3 separate regions of the Sus scrofa genome follow, and regions 1 and 3 are each linked to region 2. A link is a contact called in public HiChIP or PLAC-seq and promoter capture Hi-C data. All regions are on one chromosome and are shown on one strand. Each heading gives the region's core, a stretch centred on a gene start, on an enhancer-like site or on the middle of the called end of the contact. The rest is flanking DNA. Distances are from core to core; before and after follow the strand shown.

Region 1 (4,863 bases), core at 19-2,518, 740 kb after region 2:
TTCGAAGCAGCATTACGGCCAAAAAGCAGAAACATTCTTAATGTCCACTAACTGAAAATGGATAAACAAAAAATGTGATATTGTGGTACATCAATACATTGGAATACTACCCAACCATAAAAAAGCAGAAATACTGATACATGCTACACATGGATATGAACCTTGAAAACAGACTATATGAAGGAAGCCAGACACTAAAAGCCACATATTGTATAATTCCATTTATACGAAATTTCCAGAATAGGCAAATCCATAGAAACAGAAAGGAGGTCAGTGGTTGCCAAGGGGTGGGATAAGGAGGGAATGGGGAGCGACTGCTAAGGGGTACAGAGTTTTATTTGGGGGAGATGAAAAAGTTCTGCATAATGGTGATAGTTGCACAACTTGGTTAAAGTACTAAAGGTCGCCCTTTAAACAGATGAATTTCATGGTATGTGAAGCATACCTCAATTTTTAAAAAATTTGTTCATCTAGAGAAAGAGATAGCATATACATGTACTCTACCTACATATGTATTACGTACATATATGTAATCTCTTTATAAATAAACGTTTTGGGGGTTGGTTATTTCCTGAAATATACTTCACACACACAAATAAAGGAATGGTGGCACAGAGTGACTCGGAGCAATTGTGAGCCCTGGAGCCGTGGATCTGGGGTGCGCCCCAGCCTGCCTCAGCGTCTCCATCAGTACTCACCTTCCACCCATCACTCAGCTACCCCCCGCTGCCTGGTCCAGTGTCAGGGCCAAGGACGACTCACGGCTGCTGCCCGGCTCCGCCGCGGGCGCCCAGGGCCAGCCCGCCCTCCCGCCCGCGCTGGGGCCGCCGCGCCGCGGGGCTCGGGCGCTGCCCACGGGCCGGGAGGGAACCCAGTGGCTCTGGCGGGCCCAGCCGCTCGGTCGCTCCCCTCGCCCCCGCGTCCCCACGCCCCGGTCCCTGGGTCCCCAGCCCGGCCCCGACGCACCTCCCTCCGGTACCTGGGATGCGCCCGAACCCGGCGCGGCGGCCAAAGCCGAGACTTTCCCTCCATTAACACCTGCCCCCGAGCGCGGTGCGAGGCGAGGGGACCCTGCCTCCTCAGACGCGACCAAGGCACGCGGGTCGGAGGATGGAAGAGGCATTCACCTAGGCCCCGAGGCGGCGGCGGCGGCGGCTGCCCGGCCCCCGGCTCCTTCGTCTCGCTTGCCTCCTCGCGCCGTCGCGGCCGCGCGCTTGACAGCCGGGGAGCCGGCGCCCGTGGCCCGCGGGCTCCCCGCTGCCCGCCCTGCCCCGCCCCGCCCCCGCGCGGCCGCCCCGCGCACGCGCAGCCATCTCCGCGGAGGGGGAAGCGAGCGCCTGATGATGTGGCCGCGGGGGCGGCAACCGGGAGCGCCAGCGCCGCCCCTCCCGGACCCTTCGCCGCACCCTGACCGAAGCCTGCCCGGAACCCTGTTGAGCAGAGCCGGAGGGGAATTTTCAGGGGAGCCAACTGAGCAGAGCAGGGCTGTGGCCTTCCTTTTTTGCCAGCCCACACCATCCCCTCTGACCCCAGCAGATCCACATCTCTGGCTGCTCCTAGGACCAAACCCCCAAATCCGTGACTCATGATTTCTGTTCTCAAACTGTTGTCTGTTGGCTAAGAGGTGAGCGTGCTGAACCCTAACCACTAGACCTCAAGGGCCGGGTTTGATGTAGGTCCCCATTCCTTGTGTCTTTGGCGATAAATTCAGCGAAGACACTGAGAGTAGTGAGGCAAATGAGGTGTTTTATTAAGGGAGAAGATGGGCTAGGGAGTTGGAGGGGGCGGGAGACCAACAGAAAGAGAGCAGCACGTCCAAATCTCTTGAATGGGGGCAGTCCTTCTGGGCTTTCTCTGGCCAATCACCTTGCTTTGCCTGACCTTGAATCCATATTTGGCCTGACTCAGGGCCCTACCCTACGTTCACGCCTATCTTTTAGCCAGTATGGATCCTAGCTCAAGGGTCTCTGGGAAGTTAACAGGCTGCATTATGGCCTAGTGCCCACCTCCCTTCTTGCACATGTGTAGTTCAGGAGGTCTCCTTTACCTCGACAATGAGAAATATTTTATCTTTTATCCAAGAAGGATGCAGCTCCTGCCGTAATTTTTATCGTGAAGTATCTGTCCTCAGGGGACAGATTCCAGTTGCTCCGCCTGGGACCTATCTCCTGCCTCAAGACCAGGGGCCTCCTGTTGGGCTGGCTTCATGTTTCGTTCTCACAGACCAGGGTTTAAACTGTGTATGCCTTTCTTCAGAGCAGCACAGAATGGGCCATGGAGAGGAGAGAAGAGAGAAGCCCCCCAAGGGGATGAGATTTAGGGCAGCTCCTGGCAGTGTTCAAGCAAAGTGCATGGGACCTGTGGAAGTGGCTGGAAGGCCAGACTTTTCAAGATTGCCCATGCTTATTTTTAAATATAGGTTAAAGTGAGCCAAGGTTTGCAAAGTGAAGCTGAGAACTCATTTATTTTATTTAACAGCTGTCTTTGGAGCATCTTTTGCAGGTGATTCCGGTAATGGGCAGTACTCCAGTGGTATTCCACTAACCAAAACAAAGGTTTTCATCCTCAGGCTCTTCTCCTAAGAGAGAGACTATCATTTTAAAAATTATGCACCAGAAGTTCCCACTGTGGCACAGTGGATTAATGGTTAATGATCTGGCTTGTCTCTGTGGTGATGCCAGTTCAATCCTTGGACCAGTGCGAAGGGTTAATGATCCAGCGATGCCACAGCCATGGCACTGGTCATAGCTGTGGTTCGGATTCACTCCCTGTCCTGGGAACTTCCATATGCCTCGGGTGCAGCCAAAAAAGGACAAAAAAAAAAAAAAAAAAGATTTCTGCACAAACCTCCATATATAGGAAACCCTCTACAGGTTTTGAAAACTCTACCAGCATTTTTTTCTGAAAGATGATGGTTTCCAGTGCCCTGGATTTCATTAGTCGGCATGTGGCAACCTTCTACTCATGCAGTGCTCTTCATTCTGTATGCTGCAACCTAGAGTATTTAGATATTTTAAGCTTCAAGTTGGAATTCATATTTAAGTTAAATTTGAATTCTGAAAATAACTCAAGGTGGAAGCTGGTGAAGTGACACCCTCTTCTGAAAAATTAGGTGCCAACATGTGCTGGCAACAATGATCACTTTGATTCTTCATCTTCTGCCTGACAGCTGGCAAATTCAAATGTGAAGCAAGTGACTTAGAATTGAGGATATGTAGTAATCACTGTTGTGATGATTGCTTGAAAAAAGCCTGGGAGTTATGAAAATGTGTAACAAAGGGACTTGCCTGTTCTAAAGGATAAGAAAGATCTCTTTGAGGAAATGATATTTAATCGGAGCCTGGAAAAATAAAGAAGAGTAGTCCTGGCAACAAAGGGAAGGGGGTGGGGTAAGGAGTGTGCCCTTGAAGCTGCAGAAACTGCAGGTTTGAAAGCCCTTTGGTGGGAAGGGGTTCCACCTGTGGAGGCCTTGGGACAGGGCCCCTGTGGCTGGGATGAGGTGGCTAGCTCTGCGGGAGAGGAAGGTGGGCGCCTTGAGGGCCATGATGAAGGCTTTGGACTTATTCCTAAAGACAAAAAAAAAAAAAAAAAGCCACTGAAGAGTTGGAAAGGGTCCATCTGGACATGATGAGAATCCGTATTTGTAAAAGACATTTCCGGCTGCAGTGTGGAGCAGGAATAAGAACTGAGCTATAAAGGAAGTGCGAAGACCAGCTTACAGGCAATGCGGATTAGGAGATGGTGGATCAAAGAAATAGAACAGGGTTAGAACTGTAAGGACATGGAGTCCCCACTGTGGCCCAGTGGGTTAAGAACGCAACACAGTGTCCACGAGGATGCAGGTTTGATCCCTGGCCTTGCTCAGTGGGTTAAGGATCTGGCATTGCTGCAAGCTGCGGCGTAGGTTGCAGATGTGGCTGAGATCCCACATTGCTGTGGCTGTGGCATAAGCTGGCAGCTACAGCTCCCATTCGACCCCTAGTTTGGGAACTTCCAAATGCCAAAGGTGCAGCCCTAAAAAGAAAAATAACCAAGAAAAAAAAAAAAGTAAAGACTTGATCTTTGCAAGTGGAAGGTGAAGAAAAGTGTCCAAAACTGACTGACCCCCAGGTTTCTAGCTTGAGCTTACCCTACTCCCTAAGGGGGGAAACCCGGGGGAGGAAGTCTGAGGGACTATTTTGAGTTTCTTTACATGTGTTGAGTTTGACGTCTCTCTATGAGACATATCTGGGAAGATGCTCCATATATATTTGGAAAATAAATCTGGAACTCAAAGTAGCGGAAGAAGAAATCGAAGCTAAATTCTAAGAGATCAGGGAATATGACTTGTTTGTAAGAATTGAACCTGTAAACTTTAGAGAAAATGAGCAAAAGCAAAGGAACCTAAAATTTACTATTTGTGAGACCCTTCAGAGAGATTATTTCATTTGATCCTCACTCCCTATGAGGGTGGTATTATAATCTTTATTTCTCATGTACGGAAGCTAGGGTTTTAATCCTTGCTCAAAATTACTTAAATTCCCAACTAAATAAGAATCTCTGTGGATAGTTCTGATGACCACTGAGGTTCAAGAACTACCAGATGGACCACTTCAAAGTGATCCCACTAACCATATAAAACAGGATTAGGGGAAAGCATGATTCAAAGGAACTGGAGCCCAGGCAGCACATTTTTGCAGACACATGTCTCTGTTTCTTTCCCAACCCCAGACCCCCATTATAATACCCTTCCTGGGACTCTCTAGGACATTCATTTGTTCATTCATTCAACAGGCAGTTATGGTGGACCTACTGTGTACCAAATAACAATACTCATTCATTTGTTTATAAGTATTTATTGAGCACTCACCTAGTGCCAAGCCC
Region 2 (5,022 bases), core at 614-3,113:
TATTTAATGAACTGCATGGCTCTAAAATGGTTCAAAAAGCAAGCACCCAATAAATGTTTGTTAAATTGGGAGACGTATTTTGGAGGACTTATAAAAGTTCATGCTATTGGGGGAAGTACGGCTTTTCCAACAAAGCCCTATATTTAGTCATGTTCATCATAAATATTCATCACAACACACCAAATTATATAATACGCAAGAGGCCAAAAATTACATATCAACACCCAAGACACAAATATCCCACTTATCAACTTAATTTTTACTGATGGCTTTCCTTATGTTTTAGAGTGAGATTTAGGGTTCAAAAGCTCAAAAGGGAAGACAAGTTTATCTCAGGATATAATGCTTTCCAATTAAATATCTCAGATTATAGCGGGAAGAAGATACATGTTGCCCAGAGAACATCCAGAGAAAGAGAATACAGTCAATTAAGACCTGTATTATTTTAAAGCATCACCATTTGGGACTAAAATTGCATCTCAATAGCACTTCATTCTCACTGTAAGGCATAAATAGTTGAATAAATTGGCATCAATTACGATGTTACAATTTCCATTCTCATTTGCTCTTCCCCTTTTTTCAAGGGAAAAAAAGGGGGGGGAGACAAAGACATATCCTTTCTGTGCTAATTTTTAAAAGAAGACAAAATACTGATATGCATTCAAGCATGAAATCTAGCAAACAGAAAAAACTCTAACCACCAAATTGAATTTTCAAATGCTACTACAAGGGTCCATGCAGCAAAGACTGGCTGACATTGTCTACTGTTCTGTAATCCCAAAAGCAATTTCTAATTTCTTTCCAAATATCATCTTCACTCTAACCCCAAAGCTGCCCAGAAAATTCCTTCCTCGTAGCTAGAAGTGTCATTTTTTAAAGGTGCCGTGGGGGGAGGAGAGAGATCCTCAGAACACTTAAAATACAGGAGCTGTCTATATTTATGTATTTTTGCTGGGGGTTGGGGTGGTGCCACACCTCACCACAATCACTCACCCAAATAGTTGAGTCAGTATATGTTTAGATTCAATATATTAAAGAGAAACACTATCACCTCACATGGTATATATTTTCTTACAGGCAGGTTATGATATATGTGAAAGCTCAAGGCAATGCATACATATGTTTAATGTTTAAAGAAATCTGTATCCAAGAAAAGCAGCAGACCCTTCCTCCACCCTCCATTCTTTGGCATCAACAACCAGAGTTTTGCACCAATATAAGCCTTAAATTGAACTACGGGAGCAGAGTGAGAACGGAATAATTGCCTCTTAAGGAATTTTGGTTAAACTTTACTAATAAAACCCCCTATTTGTTAATGCCACTTACATTGATCAGTTCACCTCATCACTTTGTATTTCTGACTTGTCTCCATACAAGAGAGCCGAAACCACCCCAGTGACTCGTGGCACGGAACCGTGCAGTCCATGCAGGCTGGGATGCTATTTTTTAAAAGGTCATATGCTACTTAACCTTGCTTAAACCATCTTTTAGAGTACTCTGGGCGAGATTTCGTCTTGTAGGTGCTCTTCTAATTCTTTGTTCTCCAAGACTACTCCTGAGGCCCGGTATATCCTCCCCGCCTCCCACCGAAGATTAAAACCTTAGTCCAATCCGGAAGGCTTCCTTCCCACCTTCGGGGCAAGTCCAGGGACCGCAAGCCGCCAGATGGCTGCATTCTATACGCGTAAACCAGACTGCGGGGAAACCAAATCCACTCCTTCCTCCCGGGGACCTCGCTTCCTCCCCACGAAGGTGCGCGGGCTGGCCCGGGTCCCACCGTCCGCCCGGCCGACCTGTCGGTCCCGCCTGGGCGGCGCGGACACCCCGGGCAGGCATCCCCCCTACTCGGCCGGCTCAGGCCCGGGGCCCGCGCCTAACGCCCGCCCGCCGCGCGGCGCCCGGGGTGCCGGGGCAGACAAAGCGGCCCGGCCCTGCCATGCCCCCGCGGAGTGGCGGGCGGAAGAGGGGCGCTCCCCGGGAGCCCCCGCGCGGCGGAGGAGGAGGATCGGGGCCGGGGGTCCAGGCTGCATCCTCCCGCCCCCAGCCGGCTCGCCACACAAAATGGAGCCGGCCCGGACGCCACCGAGAGCGGGGCCCGACGGTGCCCCGGCGCCCCCTCCTCGGCCTCGGGCCCGGAGGTCGGCGGCGGCGAGCAGGAGGCGGCCTGGCCCGCGTCCCGCCGCTCCTCGGCCGGGCGCACAAAGAGCCGCGCCGCGGCCCAGCGCCCGCTTCCCAGCCGGGCCCGCAGCGGGGGAGGCCTCGCAGGCGCCGGCCCGGCCCCGGCCCCGGCCCGGGCGGGAGGGCGGGCAGGCGGGAGTGAGCCAAGTGCCCCCGGCCGCGGCGGCGTTGGCGGCGGGGACGGCGCCGGGAGGAGACGGACATTTCATTCGAGCTAAAGTGGAGTCGGTTTAGGAGCGATCATTGGCCGAAGCGAGACACAAACCTCCAATGCAGCCCTGGTTGGCTCCCGTCTCCAATCGGCTGTTTGGTTGGACAGAAAATGGCTGCGAAGGAACCAGTCCCAGCGCGGAGCTCCGCTTCCAGGACTCGGCCTTCCCTCCCTCCGCCGCGGGCCGCTTCCCTCGGCGCGACACCCTCCCTCCGCAGCTCCCGCGCGCCCGCCCGGCGCGGCCCCGCCCCGGCACGGCCCCGCCCCCAGCCCCGCCCCGTGCGCTGAGCAGCCCGCAGAGCCCGCTGCAGGCCGCCGCGAGTCGGTCCTGCGGCGCGAGCGGAGCCCGCGGGTGGCTTTTTCCTCGGCAGGGACTAGGGCTGGGGCTCGGTGCTAAGGTCAGTGCGGGCTTTCCGCGGTATTTTCCCCACGTCTTGCGCATGATTTCTCAGCTCTCCCTCTCTTTTCCATCCCCTCCCCTGGCGCACGTGGAAGTGTCTCACCCGCCAAAGTGCAGCCTGCCTGCGCCTCGAGTTTTAAGAAGGGGAAACCAAGGGCAAAAGCTGCCGGCCAGGCGACACTCGAGCTACAGGGTGGATCTGAACGGCGATTACCTCCTGGTATGCTTTCAGCGCCAGCTGTTCGCCTTGTGCCCCTGTTAAGTTTGCCACATGCACAACGCTCCCTCTCGGTCACCGAGCTCCCCGTTCGTTTTTTCAGATTTCACCTAAAGATACAATCCTCTGCTTTAGGTTTAACAACCTGCTCAGTCCAGCCAGCCTTCACCCCAGCTTAAAATGTTGCATATGCCCCACCCGCACAGTATTTGCGACATGCCATGTGGCTTTTCCCAACCAGATGATATTTGAGCTGCCAGAATCCATGGCCCCTTCTTGCCTCCGCGCAACCAGGCTCTCTGCCTGTCTTTCCCTGACTGCGTCTGTGTAGGACTTCCCTCGGCTGTGACTCTCACAGATGGGCGGTGAGCCAGACACCACACACTACAAAGGGGGCAGGATTTTTGCAACCAGAGCCGGGAATCGTTCCCTTTACTTCCACTAAACAAGTGGCCCGGTGCCACATTAAACTTTCCAGCTTTAATCTTTTAAAAATATATAGCCATGTTTTATTTATAAAGCTCCTACTGTTTCTCCGCATATTTTCACATTTCCCGAGCAAATAAGGAAGCAAAGACCAATGAAAGCCTCCAGATATTCCAAGAGAAATAAATAGCAATGCCACAATGGGATCAGACAACCTGATTTGAATTCCAGCTCCCCCACTTACTGGCTTCAGTGGCCCTGGCCAAATTCACCTCTCTGATCGTTTCCTTACCTTTATAATGGGGACTTCCTAACTCCTTCTTAGGATGGTTTGGAAGTCATTTAAAGTAAATGCACATAGAAAGCCCTAAAAAAGTTGGCCCATTAAGATCTTTTTATCACATGAATTTCGATCGTTATCAAACTTTTAAAAAACTCTTTTATGCTAAAAAAAAAAAAAAAGGAGTAAACTGGCCTGTGTTTAACTCCTCCCTTTCTTTATGATTACCCATAAAGTGGAGTTTGGGGAGTGAAATGATGCTCTCAAAGGCAGAAAAGAGCCTTTGAGAAGTCATAGAACAGGGAGAAGTATGACTAATCCACACACTGGATGATGAACCAAAAAATGCAAAGATATGGTGTTCCCCGTAGTGGCTCAGTGGTTAAAGAATCTGACTAGGAACCACGAGGTTGCGGGTTCGATCCCTGGCCTCGCTCAGTGGGTTAAGGATCCGGTGTCGCCATGAGCTGTGGTGTAGGCTGGCAGCTACAGCTCCCATTAGACCCTTAGCCTGGGAACCTCCATATGCCGCAGATGCGGCCTTAGAAAAGACAAACAAACAAAAAACACAAAGATAGCCGACTTTTCCTGAGTTAATATGGTATTATTTCAATTCCATGGGTCTAGTCTATGTGCTTAATTTAGATCCAACAGAAAGAACTGTTCAGCCCCTCTAGTGTCTACCAAGCACTGTGCTAGGAGCCCCAGGGCTACAAAGGTAAATAAAGCACTCTCTTTACCCCAGGAGGTAACTCAGGAGACTGGAAACCCAGTCCACACACCCTCTGCTGTTGATCCCAGGTGAACCTGCCCCAGCAACATGTGTTCATTAAGCCAGTAAGTGTTCCCATTTTTCATGACCCCATGGTGAAACTGAGAGATGTGGATCACAATTTAATGTCTTGGAAGAGACATTATCTAGACTAACCTAGACTTTGTATTAAAAGTCAGAAGACAATTGATTGTCTTTTTTCCTTCCCTAATCTGTATATTGCAACTGCCCCTTATACCACCATATGCAGGAGTCATAATTCAGCAACATTATTTTTTTTTAGGGCCACACCCATGGTATATGGAGGTTCCAGGCCAAGGGTCAGATTGGAGCTGTAGCTGTTGGCCTACGCCACAGCCACAGCAAGGCCAGATCTGAGCTCACGGCAACCCCAGATCCTTAACCCACTGAGCAAGGCCAGGGATCGAACCTACGTCCTCATGGATACTAGTCAGATTCGTTTCCCCTGAGCCATGACGGAACTCCTGAATTCAGCAACATTAAAACAGAATCCCTGGCACAATGAAGATTTCTCAGT
Region 3 (4,562 bases), core at 2,050-4,549, 860 kb after region 2:
TTTTGGGCATAGGGATGGATGAATTGTCCAATAACACAGACTTATATACATGTGGAAACCTAACACATGATAAACCCACTGATGGTCAGAGGGTTGAACCTCAGTCTTATGAGGATTAAATAAAGTAATATATATAAAGACTTAAAATGCTCCCTGGGACATTGTAAATGCAGAATAACTGTTAGATGCTGCTATCTTTACTATCACACCTAATCTCCCCTTATTCCTTTTTTCCCCCTCCTAATTATTCTAAATCTCATTGGCCAGAACTTAATGGTACGACCACACCTGACTACAGGCAAAGCTGGGAAAGGCAATCTTTGATTTGGGTGGCCATGGTCCAACCAAAAGCTGGTTTCTGTTAGTGGGAAGAAAGGAAAATGTGTCTTGGGAGGCAATTAATCTCTGATAGAAAAATTAATGTCTGAACTATTTTTTTCTTTTTCTCTCTGCCCTCACCATGTGGAAGTTTCCAGGCCAGGGATCAAACCCAAGCCACAGCAGTAACCTGAGCCACAGCAGTGACAATGTTGGATCCTTGACCGCTAGGCCACCAGGGATCTCCTGAACTAACTCTTGACAACATTATAGTTGGTTGGGGGACCACGCCTGGACGGCACGCTCTTGTCTAAGGGATGGATTGGCATGTGTAAACTCAAGAAGGTCAGAGGCAGCAGGACCTGTTTGAGAAACTGCAAATGGTTTGGTACCTCAGCAGAGCAAAGTGGGTATAAACTGGGGAATAGATGAGGCAGAAAGTTTAGAGAATAATAAGAGGGCAGATGGGAAACCTTATGTTATATCCTGTGAAGCATAAACTCCATGCCAAGGACAATGGGATTCACTGAAGGACTTAAAGTAGAACATTCTCTGATCAGACAGGTTTTGAGGAACTTCACTCAGTGTGTGGACAATGGAGAGAAAAGATCTCTCATGGGTCTATAGTAAAATGGTATGGTTAGGAAGACCCAGATTCTTTTCCAGGTTAGATTATTTTGTAAAGAAATATATGAATGAACAGATTGGGTATCTTCTTGACAGGTACACATCGTATTCCGACAAATTACTAAGAAAAATGTCTTTAGTGAGCTTTCACCAGAGATTTTCCTATTGTAGGAAACATATTTTAAATGTACATTAAGAAATACGTTCAGGAAGTTCCCTTATGGCACATCAAGTTAAGGACCTGATGTTGCCGTAGCTGTGGCATAGGCTGAAGCTGCGGCACTGGTTCGATCCCTGGCCTGGGAAACTTCTGCATGCTGCAAGTGCAGCCTAAAGAAAGAAAAGGAAAAAAGAAATAAGTTCACTAAGACCTCAGCATTTATAATAATCCTTTAAGAGCTTACCATTATTATTCTCACTTTACAAATGAGGAAACTGAGGCAGAGATTAAATTATTTGGCCCAATATCCCATGGCTAGTAAGTGGCAGAGCTATGATTCGGATCAACACAATTTGACTGTAGAATCTGTGCTTTTAATTACTACATTACACTTCCTGTTGCCCTGATTTAATAGATTAGTGAATATGCAGATTCAAATTGCTCTGACTTGTGATTTCAATGTATCATAATGAGCTATTGGGAGATTAATTACAGTGATTAAGACAAATGTGAAGAATACAGCAAAGTCAAACTCATGATCACATGGGTAGTAAAAGGAAAAAAGTGTGCCAGCCGTTAGGTACTGATGTTACCTGCTATTTTCAAGTTTTCTTCCTCTTTTCTTTTTTTTTTTTTTTTTGTCTTTTTGTCTTTTGTTGTTGTTGTTGTTGCTATTTCCTGGGCCGCTCCCGCGGCATATGGAGATTCCCAGGCTAGGGGTCTCATCGGAGCGGTAGCCACCGGCCTATGCCAGAGCCACAGCAACGTGGGATCCGAGCCGTGTCTGCAACCTACACCACAGTTCACGGCAACGCCGGATCGCCAACCCACTGAGCAAGGGCAGGGACTGAACCCGCAACCTCATGGTTCCTAGTCGGATTCGTTAACCACTGCGCCACGATGGGAACTCCTCTTCCTCTTTTCTTTTCTAAAATGCCCAAGAAGACATCAAGCACCCCATGGGGGTGGGATCCACTTTTCTCATCTGCTTTTTCATAATAATCTCTGCATCTAGGATTGTGTCTGGTACATAGTGGGCATTCAAATATTTGACCTACTGTAGATTCACCGGCCTCAGGGAAAACTCTTCAAGAAACTGCTTACTTGCTTTGATAAAGTTAATTATTTTTGGTCCTTTATAAGATTACAGAAGACATTAAAAAAATTCCTATTGTTAAAAATTAAAGACATAGGTAGTCACAATAAAACTTGAAAATTCACTAATAACCAACACTTACTCTTTTCCAGTTGACTTCCTGTTGAGAGTGATTTGAGTTCTCTTAGTATTTACATGCACACATGCAAGTACACGTTTGTAGAAAAATACAAATGTAACCACAAATACACATTATTCTGCAGCTACCTTCTGTCAGTTTCTGGTGTCTCTATAAATCTACTTCATTTCTTTTAACACCGATCTAGCATTTCGTAGTATGCACATATTAAACTTTATGTATTTACTCCCTATTGATTGACATTTAAATCTCCTTACTACTATTAAAAACCATGCCGTAGTGAACACTGCCATGCAATTACCTGTACACATGCAGCATTACTGGGTAACATAGATCTGATCACCAAAAAGCCACTTGGTAGGTAGGCGCATTTTAGAACTCAAAACAGCTTTTCTTCTCCACTCCGTCGTCCCCGCCCTGCCTTTTTAGAGGAGGTGGGTAGAGAGCCCAAGAGAACAAGATAAGCAGAGAAGTAAAATTCCTCGCTTAAGTGTTCATAAAGTAACCCCTTCTCTTGAACACCTTCCCCCCCTCCAACTCAAGAAAAGGTGTGCAGGACAAGAGCTGAAAGAGCTCCGACAGGGGCGACCGGGAAGGCGTTGGCTGTACGGGCTTCTTGGAAGAAGCGCTTGGACAGCCACGTCCTCGAGGACCACACCTTCTTGTTCAGCCGCCGCTCCATCAATTTTGTGCTTTTCAGGCTAGACTGGGGGATAAATTCCCCTGGTATAAAAATGGCTTGGAGACAGTAGAGCGAAAGTGAAGATAACGATGGGGCGTGAGACATGAACTGAATGGTGGCGAGGCCGAAGTAGCAGCGGGAGGACACCGCAAGCACCGCCGCCGCCGCCATGGCCATCGCTTTCTGCCACCGCGGAGGACTCGCTTTCCCAGCGGTCCCCGCGGCCCGGCAGGGGCATTGGGCCCGGCTGGCCCTTGCGAGCGAGGGGCGGAGCCCGGGCCGGAAGTCACGTGCTATGACAGCCGCCGGGGTGAGGCCGCCGTTGTAGCTCAGGCTGGTTGGGGCTGTGACTGTGGGAGGCGCCGGTGCGATGGCGGTAGAGACGCTGTCCCCGGACTGGGAGTTCGACCGCGTTGACGACGGCTCACAGAGTAAGGGAGCGGCAGGGCAAGGACTGCGGGTGGGCGCTCCCCATCCCGCCTCAGCCAGGGCAGCGCTTGTGCAGGAGGGCTCTTGGAGCGGCGCGTAGCCCCCGGGTTCGGGATACTTTCTGCGCCTTAGGGTGTGAGAGGGACGCCTTCCAAACGTAACTTTCGGGGTTGGGAGTCCACGCGATGGTGGCTCAGGCTGGCCAGGCCAGGGCTTGGCTATTTGGGCGGTGACTGTCCTGGGGCGACCGCAGTGGCCAGTGGGCGCGGCGTCCACTTTGTGCAGCCGCGGGCCCTGACGGGGCGCGCCCGGGAGGCCAGGACCCCGGGGAGGGGAGGCCGCCGCGACTCTGGCCTCTGGGGCTTTAACCAGATCCTCAGAACGTTCAGTTCTAAGTGAGGCTGAAGTCCGGGTTCCTGTTTCGGTTTCCTGTTTTTCTTCTTTTTCCTCCCAAACCAACTTGTGGAAGTTTGAGTGTTTTTTTTCATTCATATTATTATTACTGTAGAAGATAGTGAAAAAGAACTCTTCACGCGGTAAAATATATACACGCGAATGTCAGTTTATCTCCCTCGAGGTCTTTTATTTATGTTAAGTGGTCTTTTTCAGTGTTGTCCTGTAGTTTTCAGCGCACCTAGAAAGGTTTCAGAAATTATAGTAAGTCTACTTCAGCTTTTACTATGTAAAATTGAGTTGTCTCATTTTACCTTATAAGTCTAACCCCCCAAAACTTAACAAATTCAGTTTCATGGAGCAAAGTTTAGATGCCAAATTATTTTGGTGAAACGCTGCTTAAGATGAATACAAATTGGCAACCTGTTTCTTGCCATTGGTGGTATTAATTTTTATAGGTGATAAAAGAGATTTTGGGACATACTGCTAGAATGTTTTTTTTTAATGTAGGTTTTTCAGAAGGTGAACATAATTTTAAAAGATTACGTGTGATTTTTGCATAATTTTACAAAAACAAATTAGATATAATTAGGTTTTATTAACTACTCAAAGCGGTCTGAGTTTAATTCAGGATTCGGTTTTTCACAAAACATTCTGTAAGTTGTTAGCTCTTATGCACCGTGAAAAACCAGACCTGTTGGTAATAACAAAATTCTTT

The links. Promoter capture Hi-C pulls out the DNA fragments that hold promoters and counts their contacts. HiChIP or PLAC-seq counts read pairs in DNA pulled down with a chosen protein or histone mark.
Region 1: a contact with region 2 is called in an H3K27ac HiChIP or PLAC-seq map of skeletal muscle, with 4 times the contacts expected there. The contact joins the promoter of SLC41A2 here to the promoter of NFYB in region 2. A contact is called at or near these places in 1 of 5 promoter capture datasets (liver) and 2 of 2 datasets of contacts at active chromatin or transcription factors (alveolar macrophages and skeletal muscle).
Region 3: a promoter capture Hi-C map of liver shows a contact between it and region 2, with 6 times the contacts expected there. The contact joins the promoter of WASHC4 here to the promoter of NFYB in region 2. A contact is called at or near these places in 2 of 5 promoter capture datasets (fetal skeletal muscle and liver), 1 of 47 Hi-C or Micro-C datasets (heart right ventricle) and 1 of 2 datasets of contacts at active chromatin or transcription factors (alveolar macrophages).

Annotation. Positions count from the first base shown.
Region 1 is chr5:79,590,318-79,595,180 of Sscrofa11.1, reverse strand. SLC41A2 (solute carrier family 41 member 2) reads right to left here and starts at 1,268. Exons shown (of 12, transcript XM_005664183.3): 1 at 980-1,268.
Region 2 is chr5:80,331,354-80,336,375 of Sscrofa11.1, reverse strand. NFYB (nuclear transcription factor Y subunit beta) reads right to left here and starts at 1,863. Exons shown (of 8, transcript NM_001144930.1): 1 at 1,327-1,863.
Region 3 is chr5:79,473,392-79,477,953 of Sscrofa11.1, reverse strand. WASHC4 (WASH complex subunit 4) reads left to right here and starts at 3,299. Exons shown (of 34, transcript XM_021092625.1): 1 at 3,299-3,453. The coding sequence starts at 3,393.